Linked DNA regions of Mus musculus: region 1 is linked to region 2. The links are chromatin contacts, called in public HiChIP or PLAC-seq maps. All regions are on one chromosome and are shown on one strand. The core of a region is the stretch at or near the end of the contact, and the rest is flanking DNA. Distances in the headings are between cores, read along the strand shown.

Region 1 (6,191 bases), core at 3,083-5,582, 43 kb after region 2:
CCCTTTGCTGTGGTGAAAACAGCCAGTGAGATGGAGCGTGTCCGGTGAGTGCCACGTTCTGTCAACTGTATCAGGCACCAGACAGGAAAGACCATTTATAACTACTGTTATTTCAGGAGACAGGTTGTTATCCCTACTTAGGGCAGTCAGTAGTCTTCTTTAGGGTATTTGTTAGCATCATCATGGCTGATTAGCCCAGAAACAGTTCATTTTGTTTATGGCCTCATCTTGTGGTCTCTGCAGGTCAGGGTCATTTGGTAAAATCCTACTTAGGTTCTAGGCTGCCTGCACTTGGGATTACCTTTTGAGAAGCCTCTCAAAAATAAATGGGTAATTTGATAGCTTGGTGGCTGATTGTTCATTATTGGCTATTTACTTATATTTATTATATCTATATCCAATTATAAAAAAGACATAAACATGTATCTGGGCTACATAAGGAGTCTAAGTCTTCCTGGACTAGTTAACAAGACTCTGTCTTAAAAAACAAAATACCAAGCTAGATGTAGTTGTCCACACCCTAATCTCAGCATTTGGTAGGTAGATCCAGCAGAGGTAGGTGGATCTCTGTGAGTTTGAGGCTGTCTTGGTCTACAAAGTGAGTTTCAGGATAACCAGAGTTATATAGTGAGACTGTCTTAACAAAACAAAACAAAACAACCCAAAATATCAAAACCACAATATAGCTGGGGATGTAGTAAGATTGTTCAGCTCTTGCCTGTTACATATATGGCCTTGTATTCAGTTTTCTGCACTACAGAAACAAGATATACACTACCTAAGTTAGACTGGATAAATTGTTTTCTTTGGCTGCTTTTGACCATACTGTGACTGGATATAGACTGGTTTTCTGGCTTCCAGCCATATCACTTTGTACTGATACTTTGTTGTCACTAGAGTAAGTACTTTTTGCCAAGTGTAGCAGCTTTATGAAGGGAAACCTGAATCTGTGTGGCAGCATTCTGATTTACCATTTAAATGGGCTCTTAGATGTTGAACAGATACTTATTTAGTGTAGCTGCTAAATGTGATGTGAGCCTGGATGTTTTTCAAAACTGGAACCATGGCCTGAGGATGTAGCCCAGGTTAATAGAATAGCTTGTCTTGCATGAATGAAGCTTAGAGTTGGATCCCTAGTATCACATATGGTGAGTGTGTTGGTGCACACCTGTAATGCCAATGCTGAGATGGTAAAGGCAGAAGAGTCAAAAGTTAAAGGTCTTCTGTAACCAGCTGTTGACTTGTAAGCTAGCCTGAGGTATATAAGACCCTGCTTAAAAAAAAAAAAAGGAAAAAAGAAAAAAAATGAAATCTCCTTTTTTCTTGTTGACTTGTAAGCTAGCCTGAGGTATATAAGACCCTGCTTTAAAAAAAAGGAAAAAAGAAAAAAAGAAAAAAAAAGAAATCTCCTTTTTTCTATTTAATATTCATTTATTTTTATTTATATTAATACACTGTAGCTGACTTCAGACACAAGAAGAGGACATCAGATCCTATTACTGATGGTTGTGAGCCACAATGTGGTTGCTGGGAATTGAACTCAGGACCTCTGGAAGAGCAGTTACTGCTTTTAACTGCTGAGCCATCTCTCCAGCTCTGAAATCTGTTTCTTAACGCATTAGGAAACAACATAAAGTCTTATTTTATTGTCTTTAAAAGTTTTTTGAAAGACTAGGTAGGTGTGTAGCATTCAGGAATCTGAGGCAGAACATTTGTGAGTGTGAAGATGACCTGGATTGCATAGATAAACTGTCTTTAGAAGAGAGTGGGAGGTGGAGAAAATAGAGAGTTTTAAAAGTATGAAGGGGTAGTCAATTTTCATTTCTCAGTTAACATGATCTTTGTCTCTTATTCTTTTGTATTTCAGCCTGGTGAGATTTGATCCACTTGGACACTACTTACTTACAGCTATTGTTAACCCTTCTAATCAGCAGGTAAGAGTCTAACAGTCCAACTCTAGCTGAATTGGGAGGTATTTTCTAAACTAGCACTCTAATTTTGATTATTATTATTTCTTTATTATTAAATATCTATTATGTATTATAATAATGAATTTATTATTACTAAAATGCAATTCTGATTATATTTTAGTTCTTAACATTTCTGTAATTCTTTTCCATCAAGATTTTAATTAATTTCTGATGATATTGAAAGTTACAGACATAATTTTCACATGAGTCAATTTTTTAACCTTTGTGAATAAATCATGATAAACAAGCCTTGTCAGAGCTGCAGAAATGACTCAGGTGTTAAAAGTTGTGTACAGGACCTGAGTTCAGTTTTCAGTCCCTTCTGTTGGGCTACTTACACCTGCTCATAACTCTAGCTCCAAGGAATCCAATGCCTTTTTCTGGCCAGTTCTCAGTGTTTAGATGTGTGTGGCATATACCCACACAAAGGCCCACACGTATCCATAAACAAACAAACAAACAAACAAACAGACTATAATTTTAAAAAACATATGTGGGAATTTTGCCTGATTGTGTGTCTGTGTAATGTGTTTATGTAGTGACCACAGAGGCCAGAAGATTAGATTTCTTAGAACTGGTGTTACAGGCAATTGTAACCACCATGTGGATTCTGGGAACCAAACCCAGGTCCTCTGCAAAAGCAACAAGTGTTTTAACCACTGAGCCATCTCTCTGGCTTCTAAAAATAAATCTTAAAAAGAAAGAAGTAGCCAGAGGCTGGAGAAATGGCTCAGCAGTTAAGAGCACTTGATGTTTTTGCAGAGGACCTGGTTTGAATGCCAGCACTCAATGTAGCAGTTCCCAGCCATTTGAATTCCAGTTCTAGGTATCTGATTGCTTCTGCTGACCTCCATAGACACCATACATGTATGTGATGCACATAAATACATACAGGCAAAAACACTCAGACGTAAAGTACAAATAAATCTAAAATAAAAAGGAAATAACTTGTCTTCATCATGCTTATCACTCGTATGCCCCTGGCTGGTTGCTTTTGTTTCCCTTACTGCTTCTATGTCACAGAGATGCCTTTTTTAAATAATTGTTTTGCCAGCTGTACCCATTTAGATATGTTGCCAATTGGAAATGAATAATTTAATACCATATGGTGGTTTTGAATCTGAAGCCAGTTTTCATTACCTTATGGGGAGAGAGGTTTTACTTATCCATGGAGGTGGTTCTTCTTGGATGATTATCAGTCAACTTTAAGTTTCTCTTGATTTGTTTGGCGGTTCTATCTGTTGTGCTCTACTCTGTCCTGCTGGTCCATGTTGCAGGGTGATGACGAACCAGAAATCCCTATAGATGGAACAGAGTTATCTCATTACCGTCAACGTGCCCTCCTGCAATCACAGCCAGTTCGCCGGACACCTCTCCTCCACAATTTCCTGCACATGCTGTCCTCCCGTTCCTCTGGCATCCAGGTGGGAGAGCAAAGCACAGTACAAGATTCTGCTACCCCCTCACCCCCACCGCCTCCCCCTCAGCCCTCCACGGAGCGTCCCAGGACTTCCGCTTACATCAGACTCCGACAGCGGGTCAGTTACCCCACCACAGTTGAGTGCTGCCAGCACCCTGGGATCCTGTGCCTTTGCAGCCGCTGTGCTGGCACTCGAGTTCCTTCCCTCTTGCCACACCAGGACAGTGTCCCCCCTGCTTCTGCCAGAGCTACTACCCCTTCCTTTTCTTTTGTACAGACCGAGCCCTTCCATCCCCCGGAGCAGGCTTCATCAACGCAGCAGGACCAGGGCCTCCTGAACCGGCCGTCTGCCTTCAGTACAGTCCAGAGCAGCACTGCGGGCAACACGCTCCGCAACCTCAGTCTGGGTCCTACCCGGCGCTCTTTGGGGGGCCCTTTGTCTAGCCACCCTTCTAGGTATCACAGAGAACTAGCCCCTGGGCTGACAGGTTCTGAGTGGACCCGGACAGTACTCACTCTGAACTCTCGTTCTGAGGTAGAATCTATGCCCCCACCGAGGACCAGTGCCTCCTCAGTGAGTTTGCTTTCTGTACTGAGACAGCAGGAAGGTGGCTCTCAGGCATCTGTGTATACTTCAGCCACAGAAGGGAGGGGTTTTCCATCATCAGGGTTGGCAACTGAGTCAGATGGAGGGAATGGTTCCAGCCAAAACAACTCAGGCAGCATTCGCCATGAGCTTCAATGTGACCTGAGACGCTTCTTTTTGGAGTATGACAGGCTGCAGGAGCTGGATCAGAGCCTGAGTGGGGAAACTCCCCAGACCCAACAGGCCCAGGAAATGCTCAACAATAATATTGAATCTGAGAGACCAGGTCCTTCCCACCTGCCTACCCCACACAGCAGTGAGAACAACTCCAACCTGTCTCGGGGCCACCTTAATCGATGCCGTGCTTGCCATAATCTTCTAACCTTCAACAATGATACCCTTCGTTGGGAAAGAACCACACCTAACTACTCATCTGGTGAGGCTAGCTCTTCCTGGCACGTCTCCACTACCTTTGAGGGCATGCCACCAAGTGGCAACCAGCTACCACCTCTTGAGCGGACTGAGGGCCAAATGCCTAGCTCCAGCAGGCTGGAGTTGAGCAGCTCTGCTAGTTCACAAGAGGAGAGGACTGTGGGGGTGGCCTTTAACCAGGAGACAGGCCACTGGGAACGCATTTATACCCAGTCCAGCAGATCTGGAACTGTATCACAGGAGGCCTTACATCAAGATATGCCTGAAGAAAGCTCTGAGGAAGACTCCCTCAGGAGGTAAGCTGCTGCTGGCCTGTGCTCTGCCTCCCCGCCTCTTCTCCTTAATGCCCATCGTCCTTCAGTCTTAGCAGGGTTGTGGCTTATATAAAGCCTCTGGGACCCATGCATCTGGTTCTGATCTTGCATTTTTTGGGGAAATCTTTCTTTGATGGCAGAGATAGCATCAGGCCTAGTGCTGTGAGTTAACTGTTGTACTAGTTTATTTTTGTCTAAGCCCAAAGCTCTGGTTTTAGCCTTAAAAGGGAAATGTTGATTGGGTTAAAGAAGCATGAGGAGATATAATCATTGGGGTTTTTTTTTTTTTGCCTTGACTTTTGACTTTGAAATATCATAGATATAGGACTACTTGTTGAGATAAGACTGTGTTCCAAAGGACTATTTATAGTGAGAATTTTTAAAAAGACCTACAGTGGGGACAGATATTTTGTTCAGCATTTTGTGCTAGATATTTTTTGAATATATATATTTTTTAACAACTCTAGTTCAATTAATAGGTGAAGAATTCCATAGGAAAGTGTTTTGCTTTTTTTGCTTTTTTTTTTTTTTTTTTTTTTTTTTTTTTAATTTACCAAACTTGTGTTTTTCGATAGTCTCTGGGCTACTCATCTAGGGTGTTTGTTTGTTTGTTTGTTTGTTGGGTTTGGTTTAGTTTTGATGGTGGTAGAAATTAAACTCAAAGCCTGTATCACACCCAAAATTCTTTGAATGGATCTTCCAGGTTAATATTATCTTGGGATGGGAGAAAAGAATTCATGGAAGCAAGGCCTCTCCGCACAAGAATTGTCATCGGAGAGAGCTCTCATGAGGGAAACAGAGTAGGATAATAAACTACCCAACACGTGTTCCATGAATGGCTATGTGCACTGCTATCTTGATTTATTAGGGGCTTCTTTCAGTGATTATGTAAAGGTCAAATCTAGCATAATCACCAATTCCCAGAATACTGGAGCCAAACAGCATATTGCTGTACATTATATCCTCTGCTGAGCAACTGAAATTTTTCTGACATAAGCTAGGGTGGGAATATAGATTGTGCACATCGTGTACTTGTTATTTTTGGAGGATGCTTTCGTCAGTCATTTAGTCAATAAACACTAGTGGAATGGTTATAGTTTTTCCAGCACTGTGCTAGGCATTGTGCCCACTGGAATATACACTTTTACTATGGAGGCAAGACATATTTACATGAAATCTGTCATAAGTGTAGACGATCTAGTACTACTTTTTTTTTTTTTAAATCACATCTGGGAGCTGGAGAGATGGCTCAGCTGTTTAGAGCACTGACTGCTCTTCTGAAGGTTCTGAGTTCAAATCCTAGCAACCACATGGTGGCTCACAACCATCCGTAATGAGATCTAGTGCCCTCTTCTGGTGTGTCTAAAGATAGCTAGAGTGTAGTTACATATAATAATAAATAAATCTTTTTTTAAAAAATCATATCTATATTTATTGTGTACATTGGGGTGGTGGTGTATGTGCCATGA
Region 2 (6,431 bases), core at 1,122-3,621:
TCCTTCTTTCTGAAGAAATAGCTGAATTTCAATTGAATGTCTTATGGCAAAATTCATATAACTGATGCCATAATCTGTCTATGCCCCCATCCCATATGTTCCAGTTTCATACACTGTATATATTCTCTACTATATCAGCCATTTCAGCTAAGTACACTGTAGCTGTCTTCAGACACACCAGAAGAGGGCGTCAGATCTTATTAAGGATTGTTGTGAGCCACCATGTGGTTGCTGGGATTTGAACTCATGACCTTTGGAAGAGCAGTCAGTGCTCTTACCTGCTGAGCCATCTCTTCAGCCCTTTGGATTTCTTATATGGCAGAAAAATAAACTTGTACCTTGTTTCAGGTTTGGACTTTTTTGGTTTTTTTGAGGGGGGGAGGGAGGAGGAACAAGATCTCACAACATAGTCCTAGCTGTCCTGGTATTCACTGAGTTGATCAGGATGCAGGATGGCCTCTTGAACTCACAGAGATCAGTTTGCTTGTGCTTACTGAGTGCCAAGTGCTGAGATTAAAGGCATAGGCTAGCATGTGTAGCTCTTTTGGAGTTTTTTGTTTGTTTGCTTGCTTTTTTTGGGGGGGGGCAAGGCTGGCCTCAAACAATCATATTGCAATCTCCCTTGCCTCAGCCTCTAGAAAGTTGGGATTAAAGATGTAAAGATATACAGTATCATTTTTGTTTGCTTATGTCCAAGAAGACCTAATCATAAACAATAATATTGTAATTGCCTTTTCTCAAGAGTAGCAAATACCTATCACATGAAAAATATCTAGAAATAAAATGTACTGATTGTACAGTATGGAGTTTGGCCAGTACAGTTAGGATCAGCTACAAATCAAATATGTCTGTAAAAGCCTGTAATTCCAACAAGTAGGAGGCAGAGGGAGGAAGATAGACTTTGAAGTAATATGGATTACATAGTGAGATTCTGTTTAAAAAAAAAAAAAAGCCAGGCATGGTTGCTTATAATCCCAGCACTCAACTAGCTTGAGGCAAAAGGATTGCTGTGAGCTTGAGGTCAGCGTGGGCTTCATAGTGAGTTCCAAGCCAGCCAAGCTATAGAGTGTGAGCCTCCACTGCAGTCTCTCACACTCCCTCAGGCACACTGCAAATGTGGAACAGGAAGGCAAGCACATCAGAATTTCAAAGCCATTCTTGGATACACAGAGTTCAAGACCAGTGTGTGTGCCACACAAAATCCTGTCTCTAAAAACTATTTAGTGAACTAGCTACGAAGCTAACTAAAAGCACACTGTGGACTGTGGCTTTAGATCCTTGGAAGAAAATAAAAGAGAAGTAAGTGGTTTTTTTTTTGAGAAAGAATAGAATAGGCTGGGAGGTTGTGGTGTTCACCTTTAATCCCAGCACTCCGGAGGCAGAGGCAGGCAAATCTTTGTGAGTTGGAGGTCAGCCTGGTCTACAGAACCAGTTCCAGGACAGCCAAGGGTACACAGAGAGAAGCCTTGTCTGGCAAAACAAAACCAAAGAATAAAAATTTAAAAACAAGGTACAGGAACTTTCCCTTCCCACATTAAGGTGTGCCATTTTCTCTTGGATATTCTTCTAAAGCTGACCTGGAGCATTCATAGCGATTGTTCTTCAGCTCTGAGGGGAAACCAAGAATAAAGTGGTAAAGTCATTTGTTCAACTGGGACAAGTAGTGTGAGAAGTCTCTAAGTGTACGGCAGTCGTTGAACTATTAAGACGAGCTTTATTCTGCTATGATTTATCTTCAATCAATGTGCTCACAAAAGGCTAATTCCTTTTTCACTTAAAACAAGGTCTTTGGTGGCGCATGCCTTTAATCCCAGCACTTGGGAAACCCTGTCTCGAAAACCACACACTCAAAAAACAAAACAAAAACCAAAACCTAGCCAAACCAACCAACCAACCAAAAAAAAAAAAAAAAAAAAAAAAAAAAACAAAAAAACAACAAAAAAAAAAAACCACCAAGGTCTCATATAGTCCAGTTTGGCCTTGTGCTTAACTGACTATGACTTTGAACTCCAAATCCTCATGCCTCCTTTCCTAAAATGCAGGGACTACGGGGGGAGGGTGTGGGGGACTTTTGGGATAGCATTGGAAATGTAATTGAGGAAAATACGTAATAAAAAAAAAAAGTACCAGGAAAAAAAAAAAAAAGCAGGGATTACAAGCGTGCTCCTGTCTCAAAAATTTAGTTCTCTAAATTACTTTAACACTCTGTCACCAACAGAAAATGGCAGAATCCCAGCCTACTCTACGCTATAGTTTAATGATCTGGATTTGTTTATTTATGCCTAGGAAGGCAGCCGGATTTGCAGCAGGAGCTGAGCAATGTTTCGGCACTCGGCTGCAGTGCCTTGAACGATTGCTGGGGCGCTCTTCCTTTGATGTCTGGGCGTTCGTGTGTTCGATGATCTTTTGCGGCGTCTTCTTGGTTGATGTCTCCGGAGCGGCGGCGGCTGTGCCAGGTCCTGGACTGAGTTATCCCGGAGGCCCCGGGCTCTGGCCGCTTTCTTCCGCTGGTCGGTCGAGCGGACCCCTCGCTTTCTTCGGCCTCTCCCCGCCTTCCGTCCGTGGCTCCGTGCGCTCGCTGGCTTTCGGGCCGAGCTCTCACTCTCCTCGCAGGTAGGCCCGGGAGGAGCCTGGGAGGCCCGGTCCCGCATCCTTCCGCCCAAGGCAGGAGGAGACCTTAGCGCCGGCCGGTGGGCGAGCGCGCGGCCCGCCGGGGTGCGCGTTGTGAAGGGGGTTGCGCCCGGGGGCGCGGCCGGAGGGCGGCCCGGAACTGAGCGAGAAGCCGGAAGGAGGGAGAGATGCTGAAGCTGCCGGCCGGGTTCCGTAGAGAGGGGATGTCGGGTCCTGGACGCGTGTCGTCACCCCTAGATTGTAGGAACTTGGCTTTCTTAGACCCTATTCCCTTTCTCCTTTCCTACAACTCCGGTTCCGGATGTCATGCTCAGTTGCACTGGGGACCCCTACTGAGTTCAGCCTCGGAGTGCCCTTTTGAGTAGGTGGAGGCTATTGAAACTAGGCCCTCCAGCTCCTAGGAACGAAATATCACTTATAGTCTTTTGGGGTAGGGAAACCGAGGCTGAGGTAGGGGACGTGACTTTTCCCTGTGACCTCGACAGATCATTAAATGTGCTGTAAGGTTCTTTTTTTTTTTTTTTTTTTTTTTTTTTTGTCTTTAACAGTTCACAATTCTCCCATTTTACTGGTCACTTTTTACTTAACAGTCTCTCATTTGACTTTTTGGAACTCTTCTTTCTTAGAAACATATATTGTGTTACTGGAGGCTTCAGACATTAAGGGAGCAAGTGATGTTTTTGACTGGGTTTGCTTTTTCGAAGTTTGTATCGTTTTAGCAAAAGTAGTAAGGATAGTTTAGTTTTGTTTACTCATAAATAATTTGTTTACTTCCACTTTACTTCTGATTAATACTGATTCCACTCTTCAGCTTGTTCTGAAACTTTCTGCTATGGTGTTAAGTACTTAGTGCAAGATGGAAGATGCTTAAGATGGTTAAGACTTTGAATTCAGGTTCTTGTCTTGTGGAGGTCTTTTCTAGGAGGGAATCCAAGGAATCTCTTTTGAAACTTTTTTTTATTTGGTTAGTGATTTAGTCATTTTATTCAAGAGTTCAAAAGTCTGTGTAGAAATTATTCAAACATAATTGAAGATGAATCATTTGTGAACTTTACTGTTTCTCTCTTTTTTTTTTAAAGATTTATTTATTATATGTAAGTATACTGTAGCTGTCTTCAGGCACACCAGAAGAGGGTGTCAGATCTCATTACTGGTGGTTGTGAGCCACCATGTGGTTGCTGGGATTTGAACTCAGGACCTTTGTAAGAGCAGTCAGTGCTCTTACCCGCTGACCCATCTCGCCAGCCCTCTCTTTTCTTTTTCAAGGCCTTAAGGTCTAAGTGTTTTTGTTAATTTCATTTAATCAAATGTCTTGATCCTAAAAAAAAGTCTTGGAGGTTGTTTGATGTTGGGTAAGTTTCCACACTATATAGAAGTCATAGGAGAGTTGATTTTAAGGGTGTATAGATTGTGAAAATCAGTTTCTGCACAGTTTTAAGATGCTTCAGGCCGGGCGTGGTGGCGCACGCCTGTAATCCCAGCACTTGGGAGGCAGAGGCAGGCGGATTTCTGAGTTCAAGGCCAGCCTGGTCTACAAAGTGAGTTCCAGGACAGCCAGGGATATACAGAGAAACCCTGTCTCGAAAAAAAAAAGAAAAAAAGAAAAAAGATGCTTCAGGAACTTTAGAAAGATGATAGAATTTTACATTGTTTCTCTAATTTTTCCTTTAATGTATGTGTAAGGTCAGTGAGGTTTATTATTATTTCTCGCCTTTAGAAGTGCTGGGAATTTTGAACCCAAGGTCACACGCACGTGCTCTTCCACAGAGCTACATCCCTACCCCTGAGATCAGTAATACTTAAATGAAGGTGATTGATGGAATGATTGATTGTGTGTCTGTGTGTCTGTCTGCACATGGGCATGCCATGCATGCATATGGATGTCAGAGGACAATTTCCAGGAGTCATTTCTCTCTGGCACACGGTTCCCAAGTGAATTCAGGTCATCTGGCTTGATAGTAATCTGAGCCATTTTGTTTTTTTTTTTTTGTTTGGTTTTTGTTTTTTTTTAGACAGGGTTTCTCTGAGTAGCCCTGGCTGTCCTGGAACTCACTCTGTAGACCAGGCTGGCCTCGAACTCAGAAATCCACCTGCCTCTGCCTCCCAAGTGCTGGGATTAAAGGTGTAAGCCACCACTGCCTGGCTACTTGATTCATTTTTGTATGCTTTTTTTTGTTTGTGTGTTGCTGTTTTTGAGGCAGGATCCCTTATATTCCAGGCTAGCTTCATTGACTGTGCAGCTGAGGACGGCCTGAGCTCTTTGATCCTCCTGCCTCCACCTCAGTTACTGGATTACCAGTGTGAACCACTGCTTGACAATTACTGAAGTCAATTTGGGCTGTTTCCTGGGATTTCAGAAATGTTCACATTATGACTGAGTTATTCTGTATTTTCATAAGATGGTTCTTGTGGATAATTAAGAGATATAAGCTGCCTGGTGTTGGTGGTTCACACCTTTAATTCCTGCACTTGGGAGGCAGAGGCAGGCGGATTTCTGAGTTCGAGGCTGAGAAACCCTCTCAGAAAAAAAAAAAGAAAGAAAGAAAGAAAGAAAGAAAGAAAGAAAAAAAGAGATATAAGCTTCAAATAGCTGTGGCAGTACATACTTTAAATTCCAACACTCCAGAGAGACTGAGGCAGGAAGATTGTAAGTTCTAGGTCAGCCTGAGTTAACATCCTGAGACTTCCTCAAGAAACAACAACAGAAACCAACAACAGAGACAAGAAAGACGAAAGCTTCTGAATGTGTTCTGGAATGTGGCCTGGACCAGAGTTACTGAAATAAACTGCTTTCTTTTTTTTAACTAAAAGAGAAAATGCTTTTTCTTTTTTAATGTTTTTTTTTTTTTAAAGACTTTTCATTTATTATTATAGTAAGTACACTGTAGCTATCCTCAGACACACCAGAAGAGGGAGTCAGAGCCCGCTACAGATGGTTGTGAGCCACCATGTGGTCGCTGGGACCCGAACTCTGGACCTTTGGAAGAGCAGTCGGGTGCTCCCACCCACTGAGCCATCTCACCAGCCCCCCTTTTTTAATGTTTATTTATTTTATGTGCATTGGTGTTTTACCTGCATTTATGACTGTGTCAGTGTTAGATTCCCTGAAACTGGAGTTGCAGACAGTTGTGAGAATTGAACAACCAGGTCCTCTGGAAGAGCAGCTAGTACTCTTAACCACTCAGCCATTTCTCCAGCCCTGAAAACCTTATGTGGTTTTTTTTTTTTTTTTTTTTTTTGGTTTTTCGAGACAGTTTCTCTGTGTAGCCCTGGCTGTCCTGGAACTCACTCTGTAGATCTGTAGACCAGGCTGGCCCCAAACTCAGAAATTCACCTGCCTCTGCCTCCCAAGTGCTGGGATTAAAGGCATGCGTCACCATGCCTGGCAACCTTTTTTTTTTTTTTTTTTTTTTTTTTTTTTTTAAAGATTTATTTATTTATTTATGTGAGTACTCCATCGCTGTTTTCAGGCACACCAGAAGACGGCATCGGATCCCATTACAGATGGTTGTGAGCCACCATGTGGTTGCTGGGAATTGAACTCAGGACCTCTGGAAGAGCAGTCTCAGTGCTCTTAACCACTGAGCCATCTCTCCAGCCCCCAACCTTATGTTTTTATACTGTATAATTTGTAATATATTTTCAGTGTGTGTGAGGGAAATTATAGGCCTTTTATTCTTTTGGTGATCCTTTTTATCTTGCTTTATTGATGCTGAATCTAAATTTTTATGGACTTCATTCAGTATCATTATGAATGGATAGTTTAACTCAATTTATTTCCTCCTCATCTATCTTACTTT

The links. HiChIP or PLAC-seq counts read pairs in DNA pulled down with a chosen protein or histone mark.
Region 1: a contact with region 2 is called in an H3K4me3 HiChIP or PLAC-seq map of the SCID.adh cell line, with 16 read pairs. The contact joins the enhancer-like site here to the promoter of Ambra1 in region 2. A contact is called at or near these places in 4 of 39 promoter capture datasets (3T3-L1-derived adipocytes, HPC-7-derived erythroid cells, embryonic stem cells and 1 more), 6 of 484 Hi-C or Micro-C datasets (cerebellum, cortical neurons, cumulus cells and 3 more), 5 of 115 datasets of contacts at active chromatin or transcription factors (the SCID.adh cell line, cardiomyocytes and embryonic stem cells) and 3 of 9 other capture datasets (adipose tissue, liver and pancreatic islet).

The regions. Positions count from the first base shown.
Region 1 is chr2:91,769,044-91,775,234 of GRCm38.p6, forward strand. It overlaps Ambra1 (autophagy/beclin 1 regulator 1), which reads left to right. Exons shown (of 18, transcript NM_172669.3): 5 at 1-44; 6 at 1,868-1,934; 7 at 3,248-4,704. Among named protein-coding and RNA genes, the nearest start is that of Ambra1, 42 kb to the left of the region's middle. Within about 2 kb of position 4,333, at least 25 of the 459 cell types and tissues checked have an H3K27ac peak or open chromatin away from gene starts, as enhancers often do. A contact at or near this core is called in the SCID.adh cell line, where this site is marked.
Region 2 is chr2:91,727,767-91,734,197 of GRCm38.p6, forward strand. It overlaps Ambra1 (autophagy/beclin 1 regulator 1), which reads left to right and starts at 2,372. Exons shown (of 18, transcript NM_172669.3): 1 at 2,372-2,613.